Linked DNA regions of Mus musculus: region 2 is linked to region 1. Evidence: chromatin contacts called from public HiChIP or PLAC-seq data. All regions are on one chromosome and are shown on one strand. Each heading gives the region's core, a stretch centred on a gene start, on an enhancer-like site or on the middle of the called end of the contact. The rest is flanking DNA. Distances are from core to core; before and after follow the strand shown. Region 1 holds the start of Ran (RAN, member RAS oncogene family). Region 2 overlaps Sfswap (splicing factor SWAP).

Region 1 (7,627 bases), core at 3,413-5,912:
CTGACGTGAGAGGAAGTGAGGGTTTCAATCAGGTTATAAACTGATTAAAAACAAAAAAATGGGGGCTAGAGATAGCTCAACTGATAAGTGCACTGACTGCTCTTCTAGAGTTCAATTCCCAGCAACCACATGGTGGCTCATAACCATCTGTAATAGGATCAGATGCCCTCTTCTGGTGTGTCTGAAGACAGCTAGTGTATCCTATACATAAAAAAAATTTTTTTAAATCCAAAGCCCACAGAATAAAGCTGTTTCTCAAATGCCAGACCCCAGCTTCTCTGTTGGTGACACTGCTTCAATCAGCCATAACTGCTGGGTAATAAATGATTAGTAAGGAGCCATCTATTCAAGGATGCTTTTTTAAGGGAGGGGGGAGATTTCCCCTACTTGTAAAAACTGGAGAGAACTCGCTATTTGGCAGATCAAACTTCAAATCTTAAAAAAAAAATGTTATTCACAACTCCTACAGCAAATACTAGAGATGACTCAGAAAACTGAGGCAAAGCAGAAATGATATATATTTAAGTTCTTCCAATAAATAATGTAAATCTCTGCACTCTGGTTAAACACACGTAAGCAGCTCCCACATTTAACTGTTACAAAAATCAGAAAGTCATAAAGGTTCTACATTCTATACCAGGTTTACACACAATGTATTAATTCAAGACATCTAAATGAGGTTTCATCCCAGTCAGGGGAGAGGGTCTTCACCTGATCATAGCATAGCACATACATCAAATTTGAGTCTTGCAATCAGTCTGCTGAAGCTAGAATGCACAGTATGAGTTCCTTCCACCTTCCCCACTGTATTTAAGTCATCTACCTTCTTTGGGGAGAAAAAAACAAAACAAAACAAACACCAACAACTATGTGAAGGTATCCACCCTTCTAGGAACTTTGGTAGACTGGACCAGCAGAGCACACGGAATGGCTTGCTGTAAATACATCTGAGCAACACAGTTGTGCCGGGATCACACACCTAAGTCTCAACTAACACTATCACATCAGAGAAGCCCACCCTACTCCTCAGTGGCAGTAGCCCTAGCATTTCCTCTCCTGCACAACCTATATAAACCCCGTGGGAGAAAAAAAAGATCAGCTGCTGTAATACTGTAACAGCCTACCATGAATTTTTTGAGACAGGTCTCTCAGTCCTGGAACTTGCTCTGTAGACTAAGGTTGGGGGCAAACTCAAGAGATCCTCCTGCCTCTACCTCCTGAGACTACCACTCAATATAGGAGCCAATATTTGAAAGCAGAGGACATCTTAGAGAACCAACATTAGACATGGAAATGAAGAAATGTAGTCCATCTCAGAAAACCCTCAAGCTTCCGTCCGTCAACTGCAGTTCTAACTTCTGAAGGCCTAGGTTACAGAAATTGTCAACTGCAATCCTTAAACATCTGATGCGTACATACTTAAATCTTTAGTTTTACACAAGGTCTTCTCTTAGGTTAAACTACCTGGCTAAATGCAGGTAGGGCAGATATCATCCTAGCTGAGTCACAGACAATCTAAATGTTTATGAAGGTAGGCACAAGGAGAACATAACTGAATAGACCTCAGGTAATAGCAGAAGCATTTTAAACTATAATATGGCACAAGCTCCCTCGTGTTAGTGGCTTTAATAAGCAAGGGATGATTCACTTGTTTAGATTATTTGAAATACAACTTTATTCTGATTCTAAACGAAAAGAATGGGAATGACAGTAACAAACAAGATTTCCCCACTGGATATTGCGATGGGACTGCAGCAGTCTTATCTTTGAAATTCAGAAAGGAAACAACTCTGTTCCAAACAGCTAAATATGCAAGTCCAAAAAATGAAGGTATGTTTAACTGCCACATTCACTCGAAGCCCATTCATCTCCTTCAGCATCCCAATGAAGTACACGATCTGCTTAGCTAAATAAGGTGGCACACGCGCTGCACCGCTGACATCACAGGACAGTTGCCTATAAAACTAGACTTCTGACGCAGGGCTCCAGCTTCACTTTCTCACAGGTCATCATCCTCATCTGGGAGAGCAGTCGTCTGAGCAACCTGGAGCAACAAACAAAAACAAAACAGTGCAGATCAGAACTACCATTACCAAGTCAGGCCGAGCACCACCAGGACTGGTTAAGTGCGCACAGCCAGCTCTTCTAATGACCGGAGCTTGATTCCTAGCACCCCACATGTCTGGGCAGATCCAATGCCAACCTCTGCAGAAACTAGGCAAAGTGCACACACACACACGAAAACAAAACACTGTAAAAAAAGAACAAATACCTCTAAATCATGCTCGTACTGTGCTGCCAAAGCTGGGTCCATGACCACCTCAGGTGGGGCAAGAGCAGGCATGGCAACAAACTCCAAGTTAGGATCTCCAATGAGCTTTCTGGCAAGCCAGAGGAAAGGCTTTTCAAAGTTGTAGTTACTTTTGGCAGAAATGTCATAGTACTGTTTTAAAAGAAAAAGGAATGTATGCTTAATGATTCTATTAATAATCTCCATTCCAGGACATTCTAAACAAAGACATTTTATAATCCACATTAAAACCCTCTGACCAATTTTTAATATAGAACATATACGGGTACCTTATATACAATCTTCTCTAAGAATGAACCGAGAAATTAGAACGTACCTGAAGATTCTTCTTCCGGTGGAAGACAATAGATTTTGCCTTCACTTTCCTGTCTTTAATATCCACTTTGTTGCCACACAATACAATGGGGATGTTTTCACACACTCGTACCAGATCTCTATGCCAGTTAGGTACATTCTTGTAAGTAACTCTTGAGGTTACATCAAACATTATAATGGCACACTGGGCTGAAAAACATTGGAGACAGTAGAGTGTCTTAGTCTACTGCAGGACTCAGTCATCATCTTGGGCCTGACTCTGGATCACCCATCAACCCACTCCATTCAAAAGTCCTCCCTGTCCCCCACTAAAAAGTTAGATGGTAAAACATGGCACACTGACTCCAATTCCTCTTCAAATGAAAACTCCAAAAGTCAAGACCAATTCACTCTATCAACTACCTTCTTCTCCTCAAGGCACCTAATCACTAACTACCAACTGCTGGCCCATCAAAGTTCATCAAAGTTCAAACACCAGTCTTCTAAAATCTGAGCCCAGGTTTCTATAACCTACCCTGCAGGGATGGTGAGGATACAGTTTAAGAGGAAGCACGTGAGCATCCCCATTTTTTTGGTTAAAAAGTTAACCCCGGTTATAAACACCCCTTTGCCTTTACATGCGAAGAAGCCAAAGAACGAATTTTCTCATCATGCTAGTAAGATCACAAGGATATTCATTCGTCTTTAAACACCAACAGACTCTTTCCCCACTAAGCTTTTTCGATTACTTTCAAGGAGAAAAGTAAAAGTACAGTTTCCATGAGGCGGCAGGTTTCACGTGTGAGAGAGGGCCTGGCTCCAGGAGGGGCTAGAGGTTTAGTATCTTGGGGCAAATGCTCACTACTTATTTTAATGATGGGAATAATCACGGGTAAGCTACTGCGTGTAGCCCTTAATTCAAGTTTCGAAAACCAAAAAGTGACCCGGGAGCTTTCCCAATAGCTTAGTCTCCTACTAAGTTCTGAAGCCACACAGTTTGCCCCAAATCAATGCCTAGCATGACACAGCATATGATCAAACGACACCACGGACGATTCTTATAAAAGAAAAAAAAAATCTCCTATCCACTCCAACCAGGTCGCCTCCCTCCAAGAGATTTCTGTCCCCTCTCCTTAGTCACCCGGCAACGGCTGGCTCTCCGGCTCATACCCCAAGCACATGTCCGAGGGCCTGGGCCCACTTCCGCAAGGCCCCCCTCACCTTGGATGTAGTAGCCATCGCGCAGGCCCCCGAACTTCTCCTGGCCGGCCGTGTCCCACACGTTGAACTTGATGGGTCCTCTGTTGGTATGGAAGACGAGCGGGTGCACCTCCACGCCCAGGGTGGCTGCGGGGAACAGGGCGGCAGAAGGGGTCAGCCGTGCACTGCCCGCCGCCTTCCCCCGGAGGCCTCGCTGCCGTGAAGCACCCCCGGCCGCACCTACCTACATACTTCTTCTCAAACTCGCCCGTCAAGTGGCGCTTCACGAAGGTTGTCTTCCCGGTGCCGCCGTCGCCCACCAGGACGAGCTAGATTCAAGAGACGAGGCGGCGGCGTGAGCGGTCCCCGCCATGCCGTCCCCTCCCGACCTCCCCGCTCGCTCGCCCTCCGAGGGCCCCCGTGCGGCCGCACACGCACCTTGAACTGGACCTGCGGCTCTCCCTGGGCGGCCATCGCGGCGGATCCTGCGGGGAGAGAGAGCGGCTGCGGCACGTGCGCCCCACAAAGGCCGCGGCCGGGAAGAGCGCGCGGGAAGGCGGGGACGCGGCGTGAGACGGTGGGGGGAAGGGAAGCGGGCTGAAAAAGCCCAGGGCGCTGCCCGTCCGCCTCGCCTCGCCTCGTCGCCAGCGCCGCCCCGCGCCCACCCGAAGGACACCCAAACCCTCCGGTCACCGCCCGCGCCCGCGCCCGCACCCTCCCGGCCTCGACGCTACCTTCCAGAAGAGTCTCCGCGCCTGTCCGACTGGAGCTGGAAAGATGGCGGAAGCGCGATTCAAATGCCGGAGACGCAGCGGACGCCGGCGCGCGGAGGGGGGGAGGAGCCGGGAGAGGGCGGAGCAACGGCGCCGCGCCCAACCACGCGGCGCGCGTGCACGCGCACGTCCGCTGGAGCCGTCCGACTCGGCCGGGGGCCCTCGGAGCGCCCAGGGCGGGAGAGGGGCGGCGGGTCACGTGGGCCGGCCGAGCGGGGACGCGCACGCACGCGGACCGTGAAGGGCCCGCGGGAGCCGGCGCTGAGCGCGGGCTGCCACGCGCATGCGCTGGCTGCGGGAGGCCGCGCGTTACGCGGGCGGCGGCCTAGCCAGGGGCCTCGTGGGCGGGAAAGGCGGGTGCTGCTTCTCGGTCGCTCGCTGCCGCTCAGCGGGCACCGCCCGACCTTCGTCCCCAAGTCCTGTGTCCACAGGCACCGGGGATCTCGCGGGCGGGCGATCGCTAAGTGTGCGCGGCCGCCGTCTGCAGAATGAATGGAGGGAATGAATGAGGGTGCGCGCGCCCGAGGCCCGGCTTGCGTCAGCCATGCGTGCCCGGCATGGACACGGCCTGGCCTTCCTGGGAGGATGGGACCGGATGCAGTTAGTCCAGGCGTTCAGCATCCCAGGGCCCTTCCTCTGTTGCGTGGTCTGAGTAATCTGTCTCGCAGAAGATACCCTACCCTGGCTCCCTCCTGAGCAGCAATTGACCAGCAAATACAGATGCTGCTGGGGAAATGGAAAATGTATCTCTGATGACCAGAGCTTGGGGGCCCTGCTGTTACTTTGTACTATGCAATCTAAAAGGAGCCAGCACAGGCCTTAGGGTTCCAAGGCTAGCCTGGGCAACTTAGGTAGAAGACAGGTGGGAAAGTGTGCACAAAAACTATAACATAACGTTAACATAGTATGTTTAATGGAACGTCAGTTACATATTTATATAAATACAAAGTTACTATATTTTGGAGTATATGTAACAAGTCGGCTACAAGGGGCTATGCTGTGAGCTGTATTCAATAGAGGATATAACAGGAGGTGGAGATCAAACAGAGTTTAGGAGAAAAACGGTCAACCCGCCTAGTTCCAGTTTGGTAGATTGTTGATACAATGTAGCACCTGGTGCTGGGTGGTGACATCACCAGTGACCCTCTCCCCGAGAAAACTTATCATGAACTTACTTGTCCTGGCAACCAGCCTGCCGAACCGCATCATCTGGTGGCCTGGTTTGTGTTACTAACTGGCCCACGCTTAGAACTTACAAAGAACCTCATCCTAAGAAGCCGAGGGAAACAAGAGAATACACTCAAGCGGGCATAGGCGCAGCTCTCCCTGCAAGCACTGTCTGGACTGCCCACTGCTGCCTGGTTTACAGCATTTTCTTTGCCATCCAACGTGAACTGCAAACCTATTCTTAGCCTGAACTTTAAAACTTAACATGTATGAGTACTGGGGGTGTGGGTGTTGGTCGGGAGACAGCTATAGACAGGCTATTTGTACAGCCTTGGGGGGAAAGTTGCTGTTGCGGAAGGGATTGTAGCTTGTGATGGTTAGTCTACTGGATTTAGGGTTGTGAAGGGTGTGTCTCTTGTACTCACAGAGAGGTTTAACTGAACCTGGGCAGTACCCTAGACTGAACAAAATGGAGACCAGCATCGGTCTCTCTGCTTCCTGACTGTGGATACAATGTAACCAGCCACCTCACACTCTCACCATTATGCCTTCCATCTTCTGCAGATGTAATAAATTGTACCATTGGAATTGTGAGCCAAAAAGAAACTAGCCAAAAGTTGCTTTTTATCAAGTATTTTTGTCTAGCGATGAGAAAAATAGCTAATTGTATTTTCTTCTAAAACCCCAAATCTTTAGTATAATTTGAATTTGAGATCTCTCCTGTGTTGGATATTTCATCCCCCACCAACCATGCTGTTTTAGACTTGTGACCTAGTGAGTGACTGGGGGGTGGGGGGTGGGGTGTCAGCCTTAAAGAGTATATCCTGTAGTGTGAGCTCCCACCACCATGGAATGAGACCGAAGCCATACCATCCTACTATGATAAACTGTATCCGCCATGAACCAAGGTAAGTCCTTTCTCCACACTTGATTCTTTCCAGTATTTTTGGTCACAGGGGCAAGAGGAGTTGCTAACACGCCTGCTCTTTCATATGTCTTATTGTCCACTTTCTTCCTCTTAAGGTATACATGTATATCTGGTTGGTTAATATCTGTGGTCAACTTGATTGAAGGTAGAATTAACTAAGGGACATGCCTCTCTATAGGTCATCAGGGCATTTCCAGGAGGCCATTAAATGAGGTAGGAGGACTCTCCTCCAGGGTAGGCAACATCTTCCCTAAGTGGTCCAGATAGAGAGGTCCTAGGAGAAAGCAACCCTGCTTCCCCTTCCTTCCTGCTGCTGAGTATGTCTCTCTCATTGCTGCAGCTGTTGTACTCAGCTGGCATCAAACTCAACATCTTCAGCTTCCACCATGGACCATTGGGATTCCTAAGGCATTCAGCCTTATGGACCGAACAGTTCCTGGTTCCTCAGGCTCTCCAACATTTAGGTAACCATTGTTGGGCCACCTAACCCATATTCTGTAGTCCATTTGAAAACACACACACACACACACACACACACACACACACACACACACACACATTTTATTGGTTCTGTTCCTCTAGAGAACCCTGACTAGTGCATTGTTTTAAGCATCTGTTTATTTGCACTGCGTGAATAGGTCAGAGGACAACACTGAGATCAGTTCTCTCCTTCCATCATATGGGTCCTGAGGATTGAACTCAGGGAGTCAGGCATGGCAGTTTTACCCCCTAAGCCACCCAAAGGTCCTAATACAATGCTACACACACACACAAATAAATAAATACAAATACATACCTGTGTATTTTAAGAAATCAATTTAAGAAAATTTTTTAAGAATCAAGACCTGTTGTTTATGTATGATACTTCCTCTGTAATGTTTGAGGGTGTAGGGTACACAATGTTTGTGTGTATTTCTTTTTTTCTAAATGATTTATTTTTATTTCCTATGTACT
Region 2 (7,627 bases), core at 3,201-5,700, 510 kb before region 1:
GCATTATTAGAACTTAAGATGATTCATCTTGACTGGTAGGCCTGTAAGGGTATTTTCAGGAAGGATTAACTGAGGGGAGAGGACCCTCCCTCAGAGTAGGTGGCACCTTTCTGCAGCAAATCAAACAGGAAGAGGCGGTCCAAAAGAAGAGGCACTGCTGCCCGGTCCACCTCTGCTTTTTGCTTGTAAGTGCACCCAGTTCTCCTATTACTGCTGCCATCCATCATCTGACTCAGCCTCTTCGGCCTTGCCCCAGGGGGAGAAGACCAATGACTCCCCAGTACTCCCCTAGGCTTTCAGTGGGGACTCCAGCAGCCTTATGAACTGTGCACCTATATTTGGTTCTCAGCCTTCAGTGGGTAGATGGCTATTATGACACTACCCAGACCAGTCTGTGCCAGTCCTGTGAATCATCTTGTAACATACACACTCTATTCTTTTGTCAAGAGAACCATGCCTAATACAGACTGTGGTACCAGGAATGGGTCCAAAATAACAGCAACAATCCCTGAAACAATCCAGCTGCTGTGCCACTTGGAACACATGGTCTAGCAAACCTGATGGCACTGCTGCGTTGTCAGTGCTACATGGGGTAATGGTTGGGTCCTTTGAGGACCGCACAGGGGAATCACAGTGGAGGCCTTTGGAACTTTGGAACAAGGCCTTGCTCTCACCCACAGACAATGATTTTGAGAGAGAGCTCTTGGCCTGCTATGGGGACTTAGTGGAAACCTGAGAATCTGACAATGGGCTATTACCACATGACTTGAATTGCCCATCATAGGCTAGGCATTACCTACTAAGCCATAAAGTTGGACATGCAAAGCAGCAAAGCGACATCAATCGGAAGTGATAATATTTATGTAACTGAGCCCAAGTAGGTCATAGATGAAGTTACCCAAATGCCTATGGTTCCAACTACTCCAACAATGCCTTCTGTCTCCATGAACTCACTGCGTCAGGAGGCATGTTCTGTGACTGGACGACTAAAGAGAACAAAAGTGAGGCCTGATTTATGAATAGTGCTACCCTATGTAGAGTCCATTCCCCAGAAGAGGATAGCTAACTGTAGTATTACAGCACCTTTCTGGGACAACCCTGAAGGAAAATCCTGTGGTAGGCACAACTTTGGGCAGGGCAGAGTTGTATATTTTTAGTATTATTTTTATTCTCTTTATGCATGCATGCATGTTATTGGTGTGCACTGAGGTCAAAGGACAACCTGTGGGAGATAGTTCTCTCATTCTACTATATTGGTCCTGGGAATTGAACTCAGGTTGTCAGGCTTGGTGGCAAGCAAGCACCTTTAACTCAATAAGCCATCTTGCTGGCCATATACATTTCATTTGGACAGATGTACAATTTATACACTGACACAAAGGGCATGCCCAGTAGTTTGGATGAACAGCTGCAGACTTGGAAAGAACATGATTGGAAAATTGGTAAGATAGACATTTGGGGAAGAGGAATATAAACAGATCTCTTCAAATGAAGTGAAGATACTTGTGTCCTGTGTAAATGCTCATCAAATGGTGACATCAGCAAAGGAGAATGTCAACAAGCAAGCAGGATGGCTTGCTTTGTAGACAGAAGTCAACTTTTCCTGGAAGGCCATTCCTGTCATTACCCAATGGACCCATGAACAAAGGAGTCACAATGGCGAGGCGAGGATGATACATGGGATCAACAACTAAAGCAGCTGGCTTGACCAGATGATGGAATGGCTTTTTAAAGACACAGCTATATGGCCAAGTAGGCAGCAGTAGCCTGAAGGGCTGGGGCAGAGTCCTCTAGAAGACTACAATGCTCCGATTCAGTGTTCAGAATATGGTAGTTTCTCCTATAGCCAGGATTCATGGATCCAAGACTCAAGGGATAGAAATGGGAACGTTACCACTCAATACTACTACCCCCAGTGGTTCACTAGCAACATTTTGCTTTCTGTTCCTACAATTTAATGCTGTGCTAGCCTAGATGTCTTGGTTCCAGAGGAAGGAGTGCTTCTGTTAGGAGGCACAAGAAGCATTACATGGATTCAGTTAAACTAGAAGCTAAGACTTTCCCCTGGCCACTCTGGCTCCTGATGTCCTTGAATCAACATTAAGAAAGGAGTTACAATGTTTTTAGAAATAATTGCTCCAGACATCACAGAGAAACTGGACTGCTATGGAGAAAGGAAGAGTAGAGTCTTTCTTGGTGTGACCATGTTCTGAGTTAAGTCTGAAACTGTAACAACTCGATCCAGGCAGGATGGTAAAGGAGCCAGAACCTTTCAGGAGGCTGAGGCAGGGAGGACATAAATCCTCAGCCCTCCTGTGTTACAAGTAAGTTTCAGGCTACTCCCACAGGTAAAGAAACAGGACTTGCTGAGCATATGAGCTGGGAAGTAGAAAAATATAAACAACTGTAGCCAAGTAACCAATCACAGAAATGAGGAATGTAACTGCCGTGAATGTTTCTGTCTTACTTTGTTAAAATGTTCATGGCTTTATATGTATGCATTAGTAAGCAGATATTTGTGTTTTCTTTCTTTCCCTATTCTATTACCATATAACATTAAGAAAATGTCAGAACTTAAGTGTTGTCGCTCTGTGTATCATATTTAAGTTATAGAGTATAACCTGAAGATATCTGCTCTGGGGGAAAAGTTGATGTTTTCAGCTGTTTATCTAGGAGGGTCTGTGAGTGCATTTCCAGGAAGGATTAAATGAGAGGTGACCCATCCACCAAGTGTGTAGCACTTTCCTGTGGGTATACCAGATACATAAAGATGTTTGAGGCAAAACAGTGTTTGCATGTCTATGTGCCCTCATTTTGTTCTTTCTTTCTTTTTTATGGATGAGTGTTTTGCCTACATGTTTGTCTCTGCATCAGTGTGTACTTGGTACCCTTAGATGCCAGAAGATGTTAGATCTAAGACTAGGATTACAGATGGTTCAAATTGAACCTGGATACTCTGAAAGAGGAGCCAGTGCTTTTAACTGCTGAGCTACCTCTCTCCAGCCACTTCCCTTCATTTCTTGCTGCTAAGTCTATCTAACTCATCTCAAGATCTGATTGATATCAGACTCCAGCTACGTTGGCCTTCCAATACGTACTGACGACTGACAGCTCTGGAGTCTTCCAGGTCTTCAGCACCACACTGACTGCTGAAGCAGTTACCAAGTTCTCATTCTCTCTGGTACACAGAGAGCAACTGCTGGACTACCCCACCACTACTGTGCAGATTGTTGTTATGACTCCCTTTTAATACACACACACACACACACACACACATACACACGTTTGTTTTGTTTTTCGAGACAGGGTTTCTCTGTATAGCTCTGGCTGTCCTGGAACTCACTCTGTAGACAAGGCTGGCCTCGAACTCAGAAATCCACCTGCCTCTGCCTCCCAAGTGCTGGGATTAAAGGCGTGCACCACCACTGCCTGACTCTAGAATATATTTTTATATACATATCCTCTACCTGTTTGCTCCTCTAAAGGCTTAAGACAACCAAAAAAAAAAAAAAAACCACCAGGTGGGAGTGTTAAACTCTGGGCATGAGAAAGCTTGAGGGGCACTTGCAAGTAAAGAGATTGCTGTCTGTTGCAGAAGAAGATCCCAGAGCACCTAACTTCAGGATGTGGAGGAACAGAGGTGTAGCCACAGCAAGGGTGGATAGAGTCGACCCAACTTCAGAGACTAGTGTTTCAAGTAATCCTGGAACCCAGACTGGCTCTGGGAGATGGAGTGCAGACATTTTTCATAACAAGTATGCATTTGACTTTCAAAGTATAGATATGTCCCGCTCTAATTAAAACAAAAACTTAGCATGTACTAATTATAATCAAAGAAATAAGAAACATCTTACCATATTCATCATGTTCTTGAACTTGTAGCAAAGAGAAAGCACAATACTGATACTTTTCCCCAATACTGGTGATTAAACAAAAAGGTGTGTGTGGTATGTGTGTGCATGTGCTACATGCATGTGAGAATGTGGTTATCAGAGCAGGATACTGGGTGTCACCCTCAGTTGTCTTCTCATTTTGAGCCAGGGTTTCTCATTAAATCAGAAGCTCACCATTTCAGTTAGGCTGGTAGGCCAGTGAACTCCTGGGACCTTCCTGTCTCCAACCCCCATGCTGTGGTTCCTGGCATGTGCAGCCATGTCTGGCTTTTGTGCATGTACTTAGGTACCAGACCAAGTGCTCTTAACCACTGAGATGTCCATCTCCCATGTCTTCATTATTAGTTTGAAGCAAACTCTCAGTAAGTTGCCCAGGCTGTCCTGGAACTCACTCTGTAGAGCAGGGAGGCCTTTGTAAAGGCCTAGATCACCTGGCATGGTTCCATGTTCCCTCTCAGTTACTTTCTGCCCCCTACTCGTTCATAAAGGATGTGTGTCAGTTATCTGAACACTATAGACTCAGCAGTACACACAGCCAACTGGGTGAGTCATCTGAACAATAGGATAGTTTCCAAGATGGAGCCATAGGATCAGGACCCTTGGTGAAATGGTGGTGAGCCTGTTGCTACTATCAGAATGTGAAGAACTAAAACCACTACTAAATGTGTGGGGCAAACAGCTGCTGACCCAGCACTGTGATGAGGAATTGGCTGGCAAACACAGCTGTACTAGAGAATTTCTACCCAGAACAAATCAATCCACTCTGAAAGCAGACACAGTGAAAGAGATTCTTTGAATGAGCACCTACCTGACTGCCTCTTGTCAAATGCTGGCAGAGCAGCAGAGTGTGCTAGGAAGGTTTCTTGCCGCTGTTTGAGAAAACTGCTGTGCTAGTCTATGGCTGGCTGACAAGACCTCAGTTGCACCTAGAGTTCATCCTCCCAGACACACAATCCTCTGGCACATTCCTAGTCGGATTCTTAGTTAGCAAGCACCACTGGCAACCTTGGCTTGATTGCTAATCCTGCTGCCACAACCCCTGTCCCCCCTTTACCCACCCACCTATTTTGCTCTCAGACATTGGCTTTTACTGATTTATATAATAACTCTCCTGTCACCTCAAATACACTGATGCATCTCTGCATAAAGCTAACAAATGGTATGCTGCAAAGCCAGCTTCTTAACAAAGCAGATTTCCACTAAAGTGTGCAGGGCTTCATATAAAACCAGGGGAACACTGCTTAGGTCAATGAGGGTTCAGTGAGACTACCAGTGACGTCACAACCATCTTAGTGGGGGCACACACACACTCCAAGATATAATCCTAAAGTAAAACTCTCTGACATTGTCCTCTTTAGAACACATCTCTGTGGGTAACTGACACATGGATACTCAGATAAGTTACCTCACAATTTGAGACTGAGAGTAGAGGCTGGTAAACATCTGTAGAAAAGACAGATATGCCGGGCGTGGTGGCGCATGCCTTTAATCCCAGCACTCGGGAGGCAGAGGCAGGCGGATTTCTGAGTTCGAACCTGAGTTTGATCTCCAAGAGCCATCCATACTGTAGGAGAGACCTGATTCCTACAAGTTATCCCTGAACTTCCATTTTTATGCCATGACATACTCACAGCCACACATATACAGATACACAAAAAATTTACAATGTAATAAAAAGAAAGACATAGATTGTGTTTCTGTGTACCTTCAGGTAAAACTGAAGACATTATTAGATCTTTATATGATGTGAGAGAAATGAAAACAAACAGGCAGTTTTTCCTTCTTGTCATCTGCCCACCTTGGTCTCCTGACTGCTAGGTAGCTACAGACATGTGTGTGCTGATATGCTCAGCTCCAAATGTCCACTTTGGTGGAACTAACACTATCATCAAAGCTGCTGTCTCGAGACTGTTACTTCCATCAGTACGGGTGTACTAGTGAGGAAAGAGGCACTCTTCTTGGGTTAGCCTCATCTAATAGGGCTTGAGTTTGGTATCCCTTGTAACAAATCATCTTCAAACCACAGGCTACACACACATGTCTTTTGCAGGTATAGGCTGCTGAAAGCACACTGACAATCTGGCCAAGGGCTACAATCTTGGAACTTCCTACAGAAACACTTGTCTTTGTTTTCTCAAAGTCTTCCTGAAAGCAGAAAAGTCAGTGGAATAACAGCTCTTTTTGATCCCACCCACAACTGTGACTTTCTTGATTTTGTTTGTTTTCAGACAGGTCTCATTCTGTAGGCTTGCCTAGCCTTGAACTTGTGGCAATCCTTCCCTGTTTTCCTGCTCTTTTCTAGCCTTGTGATGTCAGTGGCTGTACCCCAATGGCTTACAGATCTACTCCTTAGCACTGCAATGCTGTACTCAGTTTGTCAGTCTGCACTACTGTGACCAAAATCCCAGGCTTAAAGTCCACAGGGGAGGAATGAACTCATCCAGGCTCATGGTTTCAGAGCTGCTTAGTTCACACTATGGTGAACCAGAAAAAGGACTATGGAAAGAAGTCAGGACAAATGCCATGTCCTTCAAAGGCTCCATCTTCTCCTTTCCATCCTTCCCAATAATGCTGTCATAGCCATAGTCATCAAGAAACTAATTCCAGATTAGATCAAAGCCCTGACAACCTATTCAGCTGTGGAGACACAATCACACATCCACTGCTGTGTCCAACAGTGTCCTTCACTATCCCCTGCAGTCTCTCAGGAAACACTCGCCAGGCAGCCAGCAGTATGCTTTGCTCACCTCCTGCACTCTCACAGCACAACCAAACTGACGATCCAGGGCACGAGACCCAACACCAGCCACATCTCTCATTCCCATGTATCTAGCAATGTAGCTACTTCCACAAAGAGGCATAACAAAGCATAACTCAGGCAAACCTGTAGGTGACTGGCTGGGAAGGCTTGCTCTGAAGCACCACAGCCCAGCTTGCCAGAAGTGGTCATTTTTTATGACTATGTTTTGCCTGGACCAGTCCCAGGATGGTTATTACCATAGTAATCTCAGAGTCAATGAGCAACTCCACACCCTCTTTTCCCTGACAACAGACGCCTGTTGCTATCTGCATGCTGCAGCAGGTTCTATGAGGTGAGTGGCTCTCCCTTACCTCTGCGAGGCCCTGCTTCCTTCACACTAGAAATGTACACGAGGGGGAGGCCATGATGTCTTGAGCACTTCTGTTGGCACCAACAGTCACTGTCACTGCTGAGTCATTCCTTCTCAGGACAGCAAAGTTCACAGAGTGGATACTGTAAAGCTTTAGGGTCCCCAGAGGAGAACCCAAGTTTCTCTTTTCCATGCAGTCAGTTCAGGTCTTTAGATTCCTTGTTTCACCCTCTGAACTCAGGTACCTGACTCTCAGGAATTCCCTTCCTAGTCCAAAGCGGTCAGCACTTTCTGACACAGACTCTTCCACTGCAGAGGGTAAAAATAATGTCAGGTAGCCTCCAAACTCCCAAATAGAGGAATGTCTCTGTCCTCATCTCTGCAAGTGTGTAAGAAACCTGATAATTGGCTCACCACACTGATTCGAGGATGTCCCATCACAGCAGACAACTGCCATGGTCTGCTAAAATAGGGCACATACACCATGATATATCTGAGAAAATGAACATTACTTTCCACATTAGTTTATCTGCCCTGTTGAGGCTTCCAGACAACCCAGTGCCTTACAAATATCTCCATAGCCAGGGAGATGGTGGCTCTTTTTTTTTTTTTTTTTTTTCCGAG

The links. HiChIP or PLAC-seq counts read pairs in DNA pulled down with a chosen protein or histone mark.
Region 2: an H3K27ac HiChIP or PLAC-seq map of the NIH/3T3 cell line shows a contact between it and region 1, with 3 times the contacts expected there. The contact joins the enhancer-like site here to the promoter of Ran in region 1. A contact is called at or near these places in 2 of 39 promoter capture datasets (cranial neural crest and embryonic stem cells), 1 of 484 Hi-C or Micro-C datasets (nephron progenitors), 8 of 115 datasets of contacts at active chromatin or transcription factors (the 230-238 cell line, the NIH/3T3 cell line, embryonic midbrain and 4 more) and 1 of 9 other capture datasets (embryonic stem cells).

What each region holds. Positions count from the first base shown.
Region 1 is chr5:129,017,191-129,024,817 of GRCm38.p6, reverse strand. It overlaps Ran (RAN, member RAS oncogene family), which reads right to left and starts at 4,662. Exons shown (of 7, transcript NM_009391.3): 1 at 4,540-4,662; 2 at 4,244-4,290; 3 at 4,050-4,134; 4 at 3,827-3,952; 5 at 2,628-2,815; 6 at 2,273-2,443; 7 at 497-2,044. The coding sequence starts at 4,279. The coding sequence ends at 2,000.
Region 2 is chr5:129,526,589-129,534,215 of GRCm38.p6, reverse strand. The region is part of intron 7 of Sfswap (splicing factor SWAP); the gene reads right to left. Among named protein-coding and RNA genes, the nearest start is that of Sfswap, 29 kb to the right of the region's middle. Within about 2 kb of position 4,450, at least 7 of the 459 cell types and tissues checked have an H3K27ac peak or open chromatin away from gene starts, as enhancers often do. A contact at or near this core is called in the NIH/3T3 cell line, where this site is marked.